Regions from separate parts of the Sus scrofa genome. Here regions 1 and 2 are each linked to region 3. A link is a contact called in public Hi-C and HiChIP or PLAC-seq data. All regions are on one chromosome and are shown on one strand. The core of a region is the stretch at or near the end of the contact, and the rest is flanking DNA. Distances in the headings are between cores, read along the strand shown.

The links. Hi-C and Micro-C count contacts between places; a contact is called where the count stands out from the background. HiChIP or PLAC-seq counts read pairs in DNA pulled down with a chosen protein or histone mark.
Region 1: a Hi-C map of liver shows a contact between it and region 3, with 4 times the contacts expected there. The contact joins the promoter of BLZF1 here to the promoter of F5 in region 3. A contact is called at or near these places in 1 of 5 promoter capture datasets (liver), 2 of 47 Hi-C or Micro-C datasets (both in liver) and 1 of 2 datasets of contacts at active chromatin or transcription factors (alveolar macrophages).
Region 2: an H3K27ac HiChIP or PLAC-seq map of alveolar macrophages shows a contact between it and region 3. The contact joins the promoter of METTL18 here to the promoter of F5 in region 3. A contact is called at or near these places in 1 of 5 promoter capture datasets (liver), 3 of 47 Hi-C or Micro-C datasets (embryonic fibroblasts and epiblast stem cells) and 1 of 2 datasets of contacts at active chromatin or transcription factors (alveolar macrophages).

Annotation. Positions count from the first base shown.
Region 1 is chr4:81,637,261-81,641,673 of Sscrofa11.1, forward strand. It overlaps BLZF1 (golgin-45), which reads right to left and starts at 2,528. Exons shown (of 7, transcript XM_003355067.4): 1 at 2,153-2,528; 2 at 749-822. The coding sequence starts at 779. It overlaps NME7 (nucleoside diphosphate kinase 7), which reads left to right and starts at 2,647. Exons shown (of 13, transcript XM_021089439.1): 1 at 2,647-2,781. The coding sequence starts at 2,779.
Region 2 is chr4:81,213,771-81,218,183 of Sscrofa11.1, forward strand. It overlaps METTL18 (histidine protein methyltransferase 1 homolog), which reads left to right and starts at 2,337. Exons shown (of 2, transcript XM_021089436.1): 1 at 2,337-2,491; 2 at 3,446-4,413. The coding sequence starts at 3,656. It overlaps C4H1orf112, which reads right to left and starts at 2,324. Exons shown (of 24, transcript XM_001928004.6): 1 at 2,145-2,324. The coding sequence starts at 2,255.
Region 3 is chr4:81,400,800-81,405,330 of Sscrofa11.1, forward strand. It overlaps F5 (coagulation factor V), which reads left to right and starts at 2,474. Exons shown (of 25, transcript NM_214120.1): 1 at 2,474-2,730. The coding sequence starts at 2,573. SELP (selectin P) reads left to right here. Exons shown (of 13, transcript NM_214078.1): 13 at 1-441.

The sequences.
Region 1 (4,413 bases), core at 1,278-3,777, 240 kb after region 3:
TTTGATCCCTGGTCTTGCTTAGTGGGTTAAGGATCCGGCGTTGCCGTGAGCTGTGGTGTAGGTCGCAGACTCAGCTTGGATCCTGCATTGCTGTGGCTGTGGTATAGTCTGGCAGCTACAGCCCCAACTTGACCCCTAGCCGGGGAATCTCCATGTACTGTGGATGCGGCCCTAAAAATTAAAAAAAAAAAAAAAAAAAAAAAAAAAGTGTCCCGCTTCAAATACTCAAAACATTCATAATGTTGAATCCACCATACCTCAGAATGTGACCTTATTTGGGAACAGAGTCACTGCAGATGTAATTAGTTAAGATGACATCGTACTGAAGTAGTGTGCACTTCTAATCCAATATGACTGATGTACTTATAAAAAGGAGAAATTTGGACACAGAAACATACACACAGTTTTTTGTCCATCTACCTAAATTTTGAAAATGTATACTCTTATTTATTTAAATCTAATCTTCTAGTGGGCAGAGAACATAGATGTAAAAATTTGCTTTATACTAAATGTTTAACAATAGTAGACATAAACAGTAGTAATAAATATTATCAAATGATGCTAATATTCAACTGTATACCTGAAGTACTGATGTAAACAGTGCATTAAAAGACAAATACGAAGAGATGTGAAACAAATAATTCCTAAGGGTTCTGTGAGATTTTGCTACCTGGCTCAAACAATCCTTTGTCCTATCATCATAAATTCCATGTTTTAAAACAATTATCATCAAAGGAAGAAAACTTACCTTTGGTTTCTAAACCTTCAAGAGTAGTCATTTTTTTAAAAATGAAAATGTACCCCGGGCTTCTACTGAAAAACCTAAATATGAATAAAATGAAATAATTAAAACAATACCATATAAACACATTCATTAAGTCCCTGTCATTTAAAGATTATGATATTCTACTTGCTTCTTCATTTAGTAAACCTGCATTTAGGGAGTGCCCCTTACACCCCTTTTTCACAAGGTGATATTGTTATGACTACCCAATGTCTTAAAAAAAATGAGAGGTGGTTTACTTTCAAATTCCTGCTTCACTGGTATACTCTAAATTATCACCTATATACTCTAAATTATCAGATATGCGTCCTTAAATTTAGCTCAGAAATAGTACTGTAGTTACTACAGGTGCTCTGTATTATTGATAGATACCAGGAACTTAAAAGTAATTAGGAATTCCAGTCCTGGTGCAGTGGAAACGAATCCGTCTAGCAACCGTGAGGTTGCGGGTTCAATCCCTGGCCTAGATCAGTAGGTTAAGGAACTGGTGTTGCCATGAGCTTCGGTGTAGGTCGCAGAGACAGCTTGGATAGTGTGCTGTTGTGGCTGTGTTGTAGGCCAGCAGCTTAGCTCGGATTCCACCCCTAGCCTAGGAAACTCCAAATACTGCGGATGCAGCCCAAAAAAGGGGAAAAAAAAAGGTATTAAAGTAATTACCTTCTCAGGAGACATGGACACTATTTTGTTCACTACATGACAGAGGAGCTTCTGTTTAGATGTTTAACAAGTGACAAAAAATTCATAATAACTTAATTTGCATTTCTTGGTAAAAATTAAAATGTCATAGCATATATTTTCAGAATGTATGCATGACCTTACTAAATCTTAGTCTTACTAAGATTCAGGCGAGAACATGAGAAGGAAGGTAATACTAATGCAGTGATCACGAATGATGAACCAGGCACTAGATGACAAATGGTTTCACTCACAAAAATGATAACTCTTGAGTACTCGATATAACTCAGCATAGCGTCTTCCGTGCCTACCTTCCTTAAAAGTCACACCCCCGCCGCCACTGTTCTGAAAAATAGCTCTCCAAAGACCCTTCGCAAGAGCAATGAACCCTCGGAAGATGCGCAGGGAAATGTACAAAGGTCTGCAGGCAAATACTAATTGAAGGGGGTGGGGGTGGGTCTGGAGTGTGTAACAGGTATGAAGGTGGCAGGAGTGGAAGCGACAATCCTGTCAACCTCTGCCATCCCCAGAAGTCAAATCCAAAGTTCCGTCCCTGTCTGAACAAACCTTCCTGGAACAACGGGCAACCTTTCCTTAAATCTAAAGCGACTGAATGAACAACACACTTCAATCCAAACCTCTGTCCCTTTCCAAAATCCCCTCTCAGTTACACAAGCCCTTTCCTGGACTTACCTCTCAGATTCTTACTCTCCCAATTGCAGGGGGCCTCACTTTACAGGTTCTTTGGCTAGATATCACGGGTTAACTTCCGCGCACACTCCTCTAGCATTCCGAAGCCGATCCGCCCCAACCTTGGGGACATCAAGCTTTTGGTTCACGGCTAATTACTTCCGATTACTCAGGGTTTCGTTTCCGGAATACTTTTCAGAAGGAAAACACTTTTGGTGCCATTTAAACTCAAGTGACGCAGTGACGCAGAATATACGATTCAAGACTTCAGTAAAACAAAACTGGGTAGACTCTTATTAAAAAATAAAAAAAAGAATACTTGGACCCTAGCCGCATATAAGCCTGAACTTCCGGGTCGCCTTTCAACCAAACGGAAGTGATGATGCTGGAAAGAGGTAGGTGGTGTTCCGTTGCTCCAAGCTACGGCGTGAAGGGGCGGGTCGGTCGGCTGGGTGGGCGGAGCTCTATTTACTCCCAGCCACTAAGGACAAAGGGGCGGGGTAGTGGCGGCCCGCTCCGAGTCCGGCAGTAGGTGGGGCTCTGTTGCCAGAGTAACCTGGCGTTGGTGTTGGTGTAGGTGTTTTCCAGTCGCAAAGTTACCTATTTCCTGGTGCTGAGATCCCGAGGCGATGGTGAGTGCAAGGCGGTGTCAGAAGAAAGGCATCGCGGTCTTGTTTATGCTTTGTCCCAGGTCCTGGGGCGTCTGGGCGTTGAGAGGCATCCAGATCGCTTCTACCTTCGGCTGGTTATTTCTTTGTCCCTTTCCAGGAACTGTCCGTGCAATTTCCTCGCTTTCCCTACTTCTTGCAGCACCCTGAATTACACTTTGGTCCTGCTGAGCCTGTAGAGTATTGTGACAGGAAGTTTAAGGCTAAGACACGGAGTCTAGTAGTCTGAGGTGAGACCTTATTTCGGTCAAACATTGGAGATGTATGCATTTTTCATCATTGCATTTTTTTCAACCTCTCAGCTTCACTTTAACACGCTTCATTTAAAAGTATGTGGTGATGTTTATTTGACTTTTTCATGACTGATCCGAATCTCTCTGAATCCTGTAGTCTTTGCTCTCTTGAGGGCCGAGTACCGTTCCACACCCTAAGGGCCACCTAATAATAGCTGCATTTTGCACTAGCCCTAAATTATACAGTTGATTACCTTTTAACAGGAATACTCCATAATATCACTTGGAAATCACTTCTGGAAAATTCACTTGCTAGAGCTTCACCTTCAGAAATTCTGCATGAATAGAAACAGGCTCCATATTTGCATTTTTAAAAAAGCCTATAGATGATTTTCATTCGATCACATGTTCGAGAATGCCAGGTATGGCTATGAAATTAAATATGGAGACCCACCCAGAGTTCCCGTTGTGGCTCTATGCATTAAAAACCAGAGTAGTATCCATGAGGATGTGGGTTTGATCCCTGGCCTCGCTCAGTGGGTGAAGGATCTGGCATTGCTGCAAGCTGCCGCTTAGGATTTAGCCAGAACCTGGCATTGCTGTGGTGTAGGCTTCGGATTGGACTCCTAGCGAGGGAACTTATATATGCCACAGGTGTGGCTCTAGAAAGAAAGAACAGCAACAACAAACAGAGATCCACCCACCACCCCTTCTTTCTCTGTTAGGTCTTGTGTTTCTAGTTCAGAGAAACAGGTATTGAAGGATAATGCTTCCATCTTTGCTCTAGATTTTATTCCCTCCCATTCCTTATAGGACTTTCTGCTTTTGGTTATATTTTTTTCTTTCCTGTGCTTTCAGCCTCTTCCTCACCATTTCCTTCTCCCCCCACCCCCCCCCCCGTGTTCAAGCCATACACCTTAAGAAAATGAAATAAAACAAAAGCACACCCCCAGCCTGTGTTCGTTCAGTTTATTGCCTAGTCCTCCCATTTATCAGTAAACTGCTTGAAAGCATAGTGCTTCCATTTGTATCAAATTCAGCTCTTTACTTTCATCCTCAGCACTCAGTTATCTGAATTCCTCTAATGGCTTCATGAAGTTGTTCTTGCTTAAATTTCTTATGGCCAAATCCAGGAGTTTCTTCTCAAAATTTATTTAGCCTCTCTTTGATAGATGAAGCTCATCATCATTCATTCCTTCTTTTTTTTTTTCCCCACTGGCTTTGCCTACTTTTTAAATGCCATTCTCTGGGATTCATTCCTTAATTTCTTAGTCTGTCCATTTTCTTTGGCTGATTTCATCCACACACAAGTGTTCCACTAATGCCTAAGCATTCATTCTTAAATTTCAGTTTCATCTCAGAC
Region 2 (4,413 bases), core at 1,087-3,586, 190 kb before region 3:
CCCTGCATTTGTGAACTTCATATAGTGAGGAAAAGCAAAAAAGAAAGTAAAGAAGACAATTTCTATTAATGATAATTTTTCTTCAGAAAACTGAATAGAGCAATGTGATAAGCATTACAGACTGGGTTTGGGGGAACCACCTAAGATTGAGAGCTCTGCAAAAGGACCACTGAGGTTACATTTGAGCCGGGGCCTGAATGAGATGAACAAAAGGCTGGAAGAACGAGGCTCAAGAAATCAGCAAACATGAAGATCCTGAGCTGGCTGAGCTTCCTGTACTTGTGGATCTAATGTAGTGAGGTAGTTAGGAGAGAAGGACAAAGCTTAAAAGATGAGAAGCCTTGAAGATAAAAGTTTAGATTACTAACTTGTTAAGAAGCCACTGGAGGGTGGTTTAAAAAGGCTTTCTGGAGTTCCTGTCATGGTGCAGCAGAAACGCATCCAACCGGAACCATGAGTTTGTGGGTTCAACCGTTGGCCTCGTTCAGTGGGTTAAGGATCTGGCGTAGGCCAGCAGCTGTAGCTTGGATTCGACCTCTAGCCTGGGAACCTCCATATGCCATGGGTGTGGCCCTAAAAAGCAAAAATAAATAAATAAATAAAAATTTTTTAAAAAATAAAAAGGCTTCCTGTACTTGTGGATCAAATAGAGTGAGGCAGTTGGGAGAGAAGGACAAAGCTTAAAACCTGAGGAGCCTTGAAGGTAAAAGTTTAGATTTTATTACTAATTTGTTAAGAAGCCTGGGGAATTACACAGTGTTTTCCACTCTGAACTTCTTTTGGAGAATGGATAATAAGAGGACATGAGTAAGAGAATTATTATTTTTCTTTCTATGTGCTGCACCTAGGGCCCTAAAAAGTAAAGGGAAAAAAAAAAAAAAAAGTCAGAAACAAAAGAAATGCTGACTGGATGTGATAAAGAGAAGATTGAAGGTTTTGGCTTGAGAAATCATTTATATAGATGAAGAAAGTTGGGGAAAGAACATGTTTGGGTTAAGTTTAAGATGCAAAACCAAGTGGGATGTTGATTTTCAATTACTGAAATCTCCCTATAACCTCAAGGGGTGAAAGAGGAACCATGTTCCTTTTCTCTGTTCCCCCAAAGATTAATACCCTCCCTGGTACATATTATGCATGTAGTAACAGATGAGGAGGACGACTATTTGTTTTCCAAGCCAAATTCCTTTAGGACAGCAATTCCATACCTACATAAGGACTAAGAAAAGGCTTTGGTACCTATGGCAATGCCCAGGAGAATGACTTCGATGTGACAGCAATATTTACATTTGGCCTCTACTGTAAAGTATTTGTGCAGTATTCAGACTCTCTAAAGTGAAGGGTTTTTTTTTTTTTTTTTTTGAGTGTATTCTTATGAAGTTTTATGTCCTCAAAGCTGTTTAAGAAATAAACAAAAATTATCCTTTAACATGAAGGGCTAGGACTTCAAGCACATTACAACCAAAACAGGATTAGCCTGATTAAAAATAATCCGCACCTGGACAACGCAGGCCTTAAATACCTCAAACCCAGCTGATCAAAGCTAATGACCAAGAAAGCAACTCCTATTCCCCAGCAATAAAGGAAAAAAGGTTCGAAAATGGGAGGGGAAGAACACTTTTATTTACTTAACATCTTTTACAGACTTGGCATCATGGGAGAACTACGTCCTTCAATTTGATTCTCACAATAGTGAGGAGAGTATTCATTTTCATCACCCATTTTAGAGGTAAGACCTCAGAGTATCTCCTCTCTCTACTACCTTCAGAGTCAGCTCAGCTTACCTCTCAAGTCTGAGTCCTTGCCTCCCCCGCTCCCCCCATGCAGAAGTCACACTTAATTGCAGGTACAGCACAACGCAAAGGCCCAGCGGAATGGAAGAAAACGCCACATCCACTGCCAAAATCACTGGCACAACACCTCTGCGAGTCCTTCCAGGGCCAAAGCCAGGCATGACTTCGGCCTCGGTACCTACGACTCTTTCCTGCTTTTCATTCCCTCGCTTATTTATCTCGCTTAGCAACAAAGAAAGCAAGAGGGTTGAAGCCGCAGGAACACAACACGGCCCCCGGGAGCCGGGATGAGGCACAGGAGGGAAAGTGAAGACCCGCCCCACAACCCTAAGTAGAAGTGACAATGAAGGATATAAGGAGCCGAGGCAGGACAGACGGCAGTTCCCGGCGGCAGACCTCCTCCGGCCAGCTACTTAATTCTTCCAGGGCAACCGCGCTCGCTGGGACCGCCCGTTCCTGAGACATCGTTTAGCTCTACTACCAAAGCTTCCAAGCGCTCCCGCCAAAGCCAAGACCGGAAACCCCCACCGTCCCGGCAGGCCTTGCGAGCCAAAACCATAGAGAGCAAGCGCGCGCCTTTCCTTGGTGAGTCCAGGAAGAACACGTCTGGGAAGAGAGTCGGGTTTGTCTGGCCTGAGGAGGACTCAACTCACTGGTGTGCACTTTCAGTCTGGAGGGTCTGGCTGGAGTTCTCCCACCCGGTGAGCTGCGAACCTGCGGGCGGGCGAGCTTCCCCAGGTCTGGATCACGTTAGTGTTGCTTTGAAACGCTGGAGATGGGGGAGGGGGATGTGAGTCCCTAGATTTGCTATCCTCCGTCCCTTGGGGCTTTGAGATTGCACGTCTGGAGTTGGGTTTGACCCGGGACCTGCAGCCGGAAATGACCCCAAGCCCTGCGGTGTAGGGAAGCAGAAACTACTCACTTAATGTGTGATCCTTCCCTGTATATCATAAGTAATGAGGATAAAGACCCCACCTGCCAGAATTGTTGTGCAGATCGAAGCAGTTGGTATGTATTAAGTGTCTGCACAATAGGTAGATGCAGAGAAGAGTCTCGATAAAGTTCCTCCCATTTTCTACGGGCCTCTTCACCTAGCTCAGTGCCCTTATTTTGTGTCAAAGTGATCTTTACTAATTTCTCCACAGGTACCCGACTCCCATACCCTTAGAGCTGCAGATGGCCGCTGAATGTTTGTAGTGAGGTCATTTGTATGAATTTACACACACCAGAGTATACCTGTGCATGTTTTTTTAAAAGGACGCTCATTTACCAAGTATAGGCTTGAAGTCGTTACTCGAAACTGTAACAGACTGAAGTGAAGAGATTCTGGCTGTTTGGGAAATAAATATGTTTGGGCAAGGTTATGACGGATGATGCCTGAGAATTTTGTACTTCTGTTATTTCTAGTTGTTGCCGCTGTTGTCATTTTGTTTGTTTTTATAGTTTATTCTTTTTTCCAGCTTTTGAACCCTGAAGAGTGTGTACGTTTCCAAATGTCTTCATCTCCCTCCACAGCATTCATAGAAAAGGCAGCTGGTTGGGGGTGGGGCTGGGGACTGGGGGCTATTGAATATTAGGTGTAAACCAAATGTGTCATTTTGCTTTTTAATAACAATTTCCTTTTTTTTTTTTTTTTTTTTTTTTTCCCCATCTAGAGCTAAATTGAAAGAAGAGTAAAGACCTCTAAAAAATCATCTGGAAATATCCCTAAATATTTGTAACTGTGTATAAGCAGCTAAAGAGAAGTAGGCCTCCAACAAAATTAACTAAATAATTGAGGCAGGGTTTTGTGCGTGTCATCAGTTCTATCCAGAAGTTGAAGAATCTTCCTTTGAGTTTAAGGATTGTGTGCACTTAATGAGAGAATGCCTTTTCAGTTTAATTTCACAATAGAAGACCATCTGGAAGATGAATTAATACCCCTTGAAGATGGAGCTTTGGCCCTGGATTTCTCTAAAGAGTCTTCAGTCTCAGAAAGACAAAAAGGTAAACACAGTGATAAAAAATCTTCTACAGAACAGTTTGACTTGCTTCAGGATCTTTTGTGGGAACATCAGTCAGGGGGAAATGCAGCTCCCTCTCAAGACACAGACCACTCACTCAATGGAACGAACAGTTTAAGTAACCTGGAGCCATATGAAAAAAAGCCCTGCTTGAGAGTTGCCAAAGAACATGCTCTGCCTAAAGATTTAAAGAAAGTGTTAGAAAGTAAAGTCATAGAAACATTACCAGGCCTTCAGCATGTTAACATATCAGTAGTGAAAACCATCCTTTTGAAAGATAACTTTTCTGGAGAAAACATCATTTCAAAAAGCTTTTCTTCTCACTCTGATCTGATTACAGGTGTTTATGAAGGAGGTTTAAAAATCTGGGAGTGTACCTTTGACCTCCTGGCCTATTTTACAAAGGCCAAAGTGAAATTTGCTGGGAAAAAAGTGTTGGACCTTGGTTGTGGTTCAGGGTTGCTGGGTATAATGGCATTCAAGGGAGGGGCCAAAGAAATTCATTTTCAAGATTATAACAGTGTGGTGATTGATGAAGTAACTTTACCTAACGTAGTGGCTAACTCCACTTTGGAAGATGAAGAAAATGACCTAAATGAGCCAGATGTGAAAAGATGCAG
Region 3 (4,531 bases), core at 1,224-3,723:
GAACTGGGACTGCATGTTTCTGAAGTGGTCTGTGGGCTTTGCCCCAGCTGTCACTTGAGATACTAATTAGCTACAGCCTGGAGCATCTGACTCACCAGAAGGCCAGACTGTGGAAAAATAAAAAGGTCTCTTTATTTTTGGATTGGAGGAAGTCATCCTCTACTTTTTTGGAAAGCAGGCAGCATCTCTGATGAGAGGGAACTTCTGTAGGACCTCCTGGGATCTTCAGTGCTTGCCTTTTATGAAGCCTTTTAGACCTCTGCTGAGAGGTTGCAGAGAAGCCTCTGGATGGCACCAGAGGCCGCAGAAGACTGAGAATTAGGACCGGAAGGTACATGTCACTGTAGACTTTCCCTCTACTGTCACTCTCCCCGCCAAAAGACCCAAAGACCCAAAGACCAATATGTGAATGTTTAATTAAAAGGATTTCCCCAAATGCCATTGTTCTATTATTTGGTGTTTTGTTGAATAAAGTCTATGTTCATCACCTTATTTAAATCAATGTAATGCGCAATTACAGTTGTCCCAATTACAGCTCACCCCTTCGGTTAGCAAATATATATCTTTCTACCCCCATACACACAAGAAGAAAGTCAGAAAAGCAGAAAAGGTCTTTATCATCTGAATGAATGTTCTATAGGGAAGAACAGATGTGTTTTCCATGTTCTTTAATTCACATGCTTAATAAATAGGTTGTTGAAAGTTCTGAAACTGATGCAAAAAAAAAAAAAAGACAGCCAAACAATATAGTTGTCCTGTCTCTGTGAAATGTGAGGCAATGAACATGTGACACTAGGTAAACAAGCAAATAAAAACGCAAATAAAGCTTGCAAATAAAAATGGTGTAACAGTCTAACTAAAGGTTAAAAGAATTTTGCAAGAATTTTGGTAATAACCTTGGGATTTAGGGACACATTGCTTTTAAAAAGTTTCTCTCCTCTACTGTCCATGGCATCTCTGACTGCTTATTTTTTGCCAATCACTAGGTTCGGTATTACAGGACGATGATTATCAGGTGATTATCCTGAGTCAGAAGCTACATTTTGTAAAAACTTCCCAGAGAATTCTGATGGTTTACCAGCTTTGTGACCGACTGATATTATAGATACAGAAAGAATAAGGCCCTGCTCCTGCCCTCGAAAGTTTATAATCCAGTTGGGGACACAATAGACACTCTTACAAAGAAAAGAGACAGTGGGTAATTAACAGGAGTATATTATTTGAAGTGTGTGGTAGAAATTCATAATATGGAAATGTCTATTTGGCCCAGGCTCAAGGAGATAAGCAGAACTCTGGACTTTAAAGAGTGGACAGCAAAGAGGAAGAGAGTGGCATTCTAAATTGGTCAAATAATATAAGCCAAGGGGCACAGACAGAAGAATTTATAGGGATGTGAAAATGTCGAGGGACCTGACATCACCCAGACCTCACCTGAGGTGCTAAATTACAATGTATTGAATCTGATGAGACAAATCATAAGGCAGAAGCTTAGAGGCATGTAGATTCAGGGAACCCGGGATATGTTACAATGAAGTTTCTGACAATATAATCCTCAGATTCTCTATAAGTAGCCAAATCATATCTCAAGGCTGTATGACACACCCAGGTCCTCTATAAGGGTCCCTGGAGGCAGGAAAAATATAATCACTGTAATAAACATGTGCTGTGTGCTTTCCAATTGCTGGTAACTGTAAACTTCACAGTTTTCTTTTACTCTCCCAACAACCCTAATGGGGAAAACTACTATTGTCATCTCTGTTTTGCAGATGTCAAAACCGAGCTCCAAAGAAGCTAAGTAACTTATCCAAGAGGACGCAGCTAATAGGTGGGATTGAAATTTGATCTAACTGATTCTCTTAGGGAAGCTCTTTAAGCCCTGCATTCTGCCTTAGGTGGCCACTGCCCTAGTCAAGACAGAACTGACCATAAATTCAGTAAAGTGGGCCAGGCCAGCAGGTCCCATTCGTTTGCTCATCCCCCTTGCTTCCTCACCACCTGAAAATGCAGTATTTCTGTGCCTAGTAACAGGGTATAATGCTGTTTTCCTTAGATCAGAAGGAGTGTAGTATGGTTGAGGGTTTGGGGTTCCGTTGCATTGGGAATTGCAGAGGGTCTGGGAAGTGTGACCTTTGCCCCAGGCGGTTGTGTTGTTGGCTGGGGCTCCTGCTCAGAGGAGTTAGCAGGTAGAAGTGCAGGAGTACAGTTTTGCCCTGTTTCCTGAATCCCTGAGCATTGCCCCACCTGCTAGAGCCTCTGATCTCTGTCCCTCCTTCATCTGTAGTAAAACAGTCACTAACCCAGTTGCTCTCCCTAATATCTCCAGTCATCTGGGGCAGTGACTTAGCCAACCCCCGCCTGGAAAGGTCCCAGGAGGTGGGGACAGCCCCAGGCTGCAGCCAACGCTGCCGTGGAAGCCTCCCGGGAGAGCCAAAGGGGAGGAGGACACTGCCACCCGCAGCCTCCCTGAGCTCACTGCAGTGCCAACAGCGGACAGCCATCGAAGCGAGCGCAATCCGCCTCGGCATTCCACCCTCCCTGGGGTGGTGACGGCAGGGAGGAGCAGAAAGGAACCATGTTCCCAGCTCTCCCTTGCCCCTGGGTCCTTGTGGTCCTGGGCACCAGCTGGGCAGCCTGGGGAAACCTAGGGACTGAAGCAGCGAGGGTAAGACAGTTCTACGTGGCTGCTCAGAGCATCAGCTGGAACTATCACCCTGAGCCCACACACCCCAGGTAAGGCAGGTGTGGTGTCTGGGTGGGCTTCTCTAGGAAGGATAATCTATTTCTTTTAGAGATCATTCCTTTGCAATTCCATTGTTCCCTTCCCCTCACCCTCGCCCCAACTTCAGGTAGGTAAATACAGTAAATAGGGAAGTAAAATGAATAAACTAAACCTGGTGGATGCTCATTTTGCCCACAATAATACAGTTTACCATTGTGAAGATATAGAAAATATTGTTTCATTGCCTAGATACTGCTTTCAAGAGTTTGTTGTTAATGCAGTTTTGTTAGCACGATCGACTGTTTCTTTAATATATTGATTGATTCAAAAGCACCAGGTACCTAGGTCATTAGCCTTTCCTGCAAACTCCTGTTCCAGATTTTTAGTAGCCTGGTATTTTTATTAAACTTCCATTTACATATTATTTATTCCACACGGCTTCATCTTCTACAACTAAAGATGAATATACCTTGCACTTTCTTATAAGCTGATTATTCAACAATTGTCATAATTTAGGGTTTTGTTTTCTTATAGATGACTTTCAAAACATCATCAGTTCATAAAAATGGACATTGTTGTTCCTTTACCTTTTTCTGCTGCATGTGGCTCGTTGTTTTTCTCTCATTCTTAATCACTCCCTGGGATATGGTCTAAACTGGCTATTTTGGTGGAGTCACTATTAAAGGGCATATGTAACTACAAGGGGGTTTAAATAATAAAAGTATACTTGAGTCACAAAACTGTTTTTCCTAATTGAAAGCTTACAAACAAGACTTCTCAGAAATTAAACAAATTATAGGTTCTACTCAATATTTCTGGTTAGCTACATTTTTATTTCTTTTAATGATAAACTGCTAATGTGACTAAGTTTTCTTTTAACTTAACATCACAGCTTAAACAATTGTGAAAGATATGTTCCTCTTTTATAATTTCGAAACCAAAGCGATCTGCCAAGAAAATATTGTAATATTTTGAGCCTTTTAGTGCATAATATTAACCCTTTTAAAATCTTTTCTTTGTAACTGGGTTATTTTGGAGGGTATTACATAGTATCTGGTCTTGTAATAATAAGAAATCTCTCTTTTTTTAAAAAAAAGTCATTTAAAACATTGCATTTCAAGGTGATAATCTAGGTCACACCCACAACATTAGGGAACTACTACTAACTACAACCCCAAAGGAAATGACAGTCTTTCCAACATTAATTTTCCTGCTCATGGGTAGAACATTAATTTTGTTACTGGCTTTTCTTTGTCACACGGTGCTTGTGCTTGGAAGTTTTCATTATTATGAAATAATCATCTTCCATAATTAACACGAAGAATCACAAGCAGAATTCTGTAGGCAGAACCACATGAGGCTGATTCACATGGTGAATTCACATCCAGAGCCATGACTGATCATCCTATACTCTTACTCTGTGGCTGAGTTTCCAGAATTCAGGGGAGAGTTGTTCCTCTCATATCAATCAATTATTGAGTCAAAACCATACAGTTGACCATACATGAACCAACTATCCATATTTTTGCACCTCAAATTATGTCATATCTTTAGGTTTTGTTTGTTTGTTTGTTTTGCTTTTTAGGGCCATACCCGAAGCATATGGTGGTTCTAATCAGAGCTGTTGCTGCCGGCCTATGCCACAGCCACAGCAATGCAGGATCCAAGCTGCGTCTGTGACCTACACCACAGCTCACAGCAATGCCAGATCCTTAACACACCGAGCGAGGCCAGGGATTGAACCCTCGACCTCATGGTTCCTAGTCAGATTTGTTTCCGCAGCACCATGACGGGAACTTCTCTTTCAAGAAT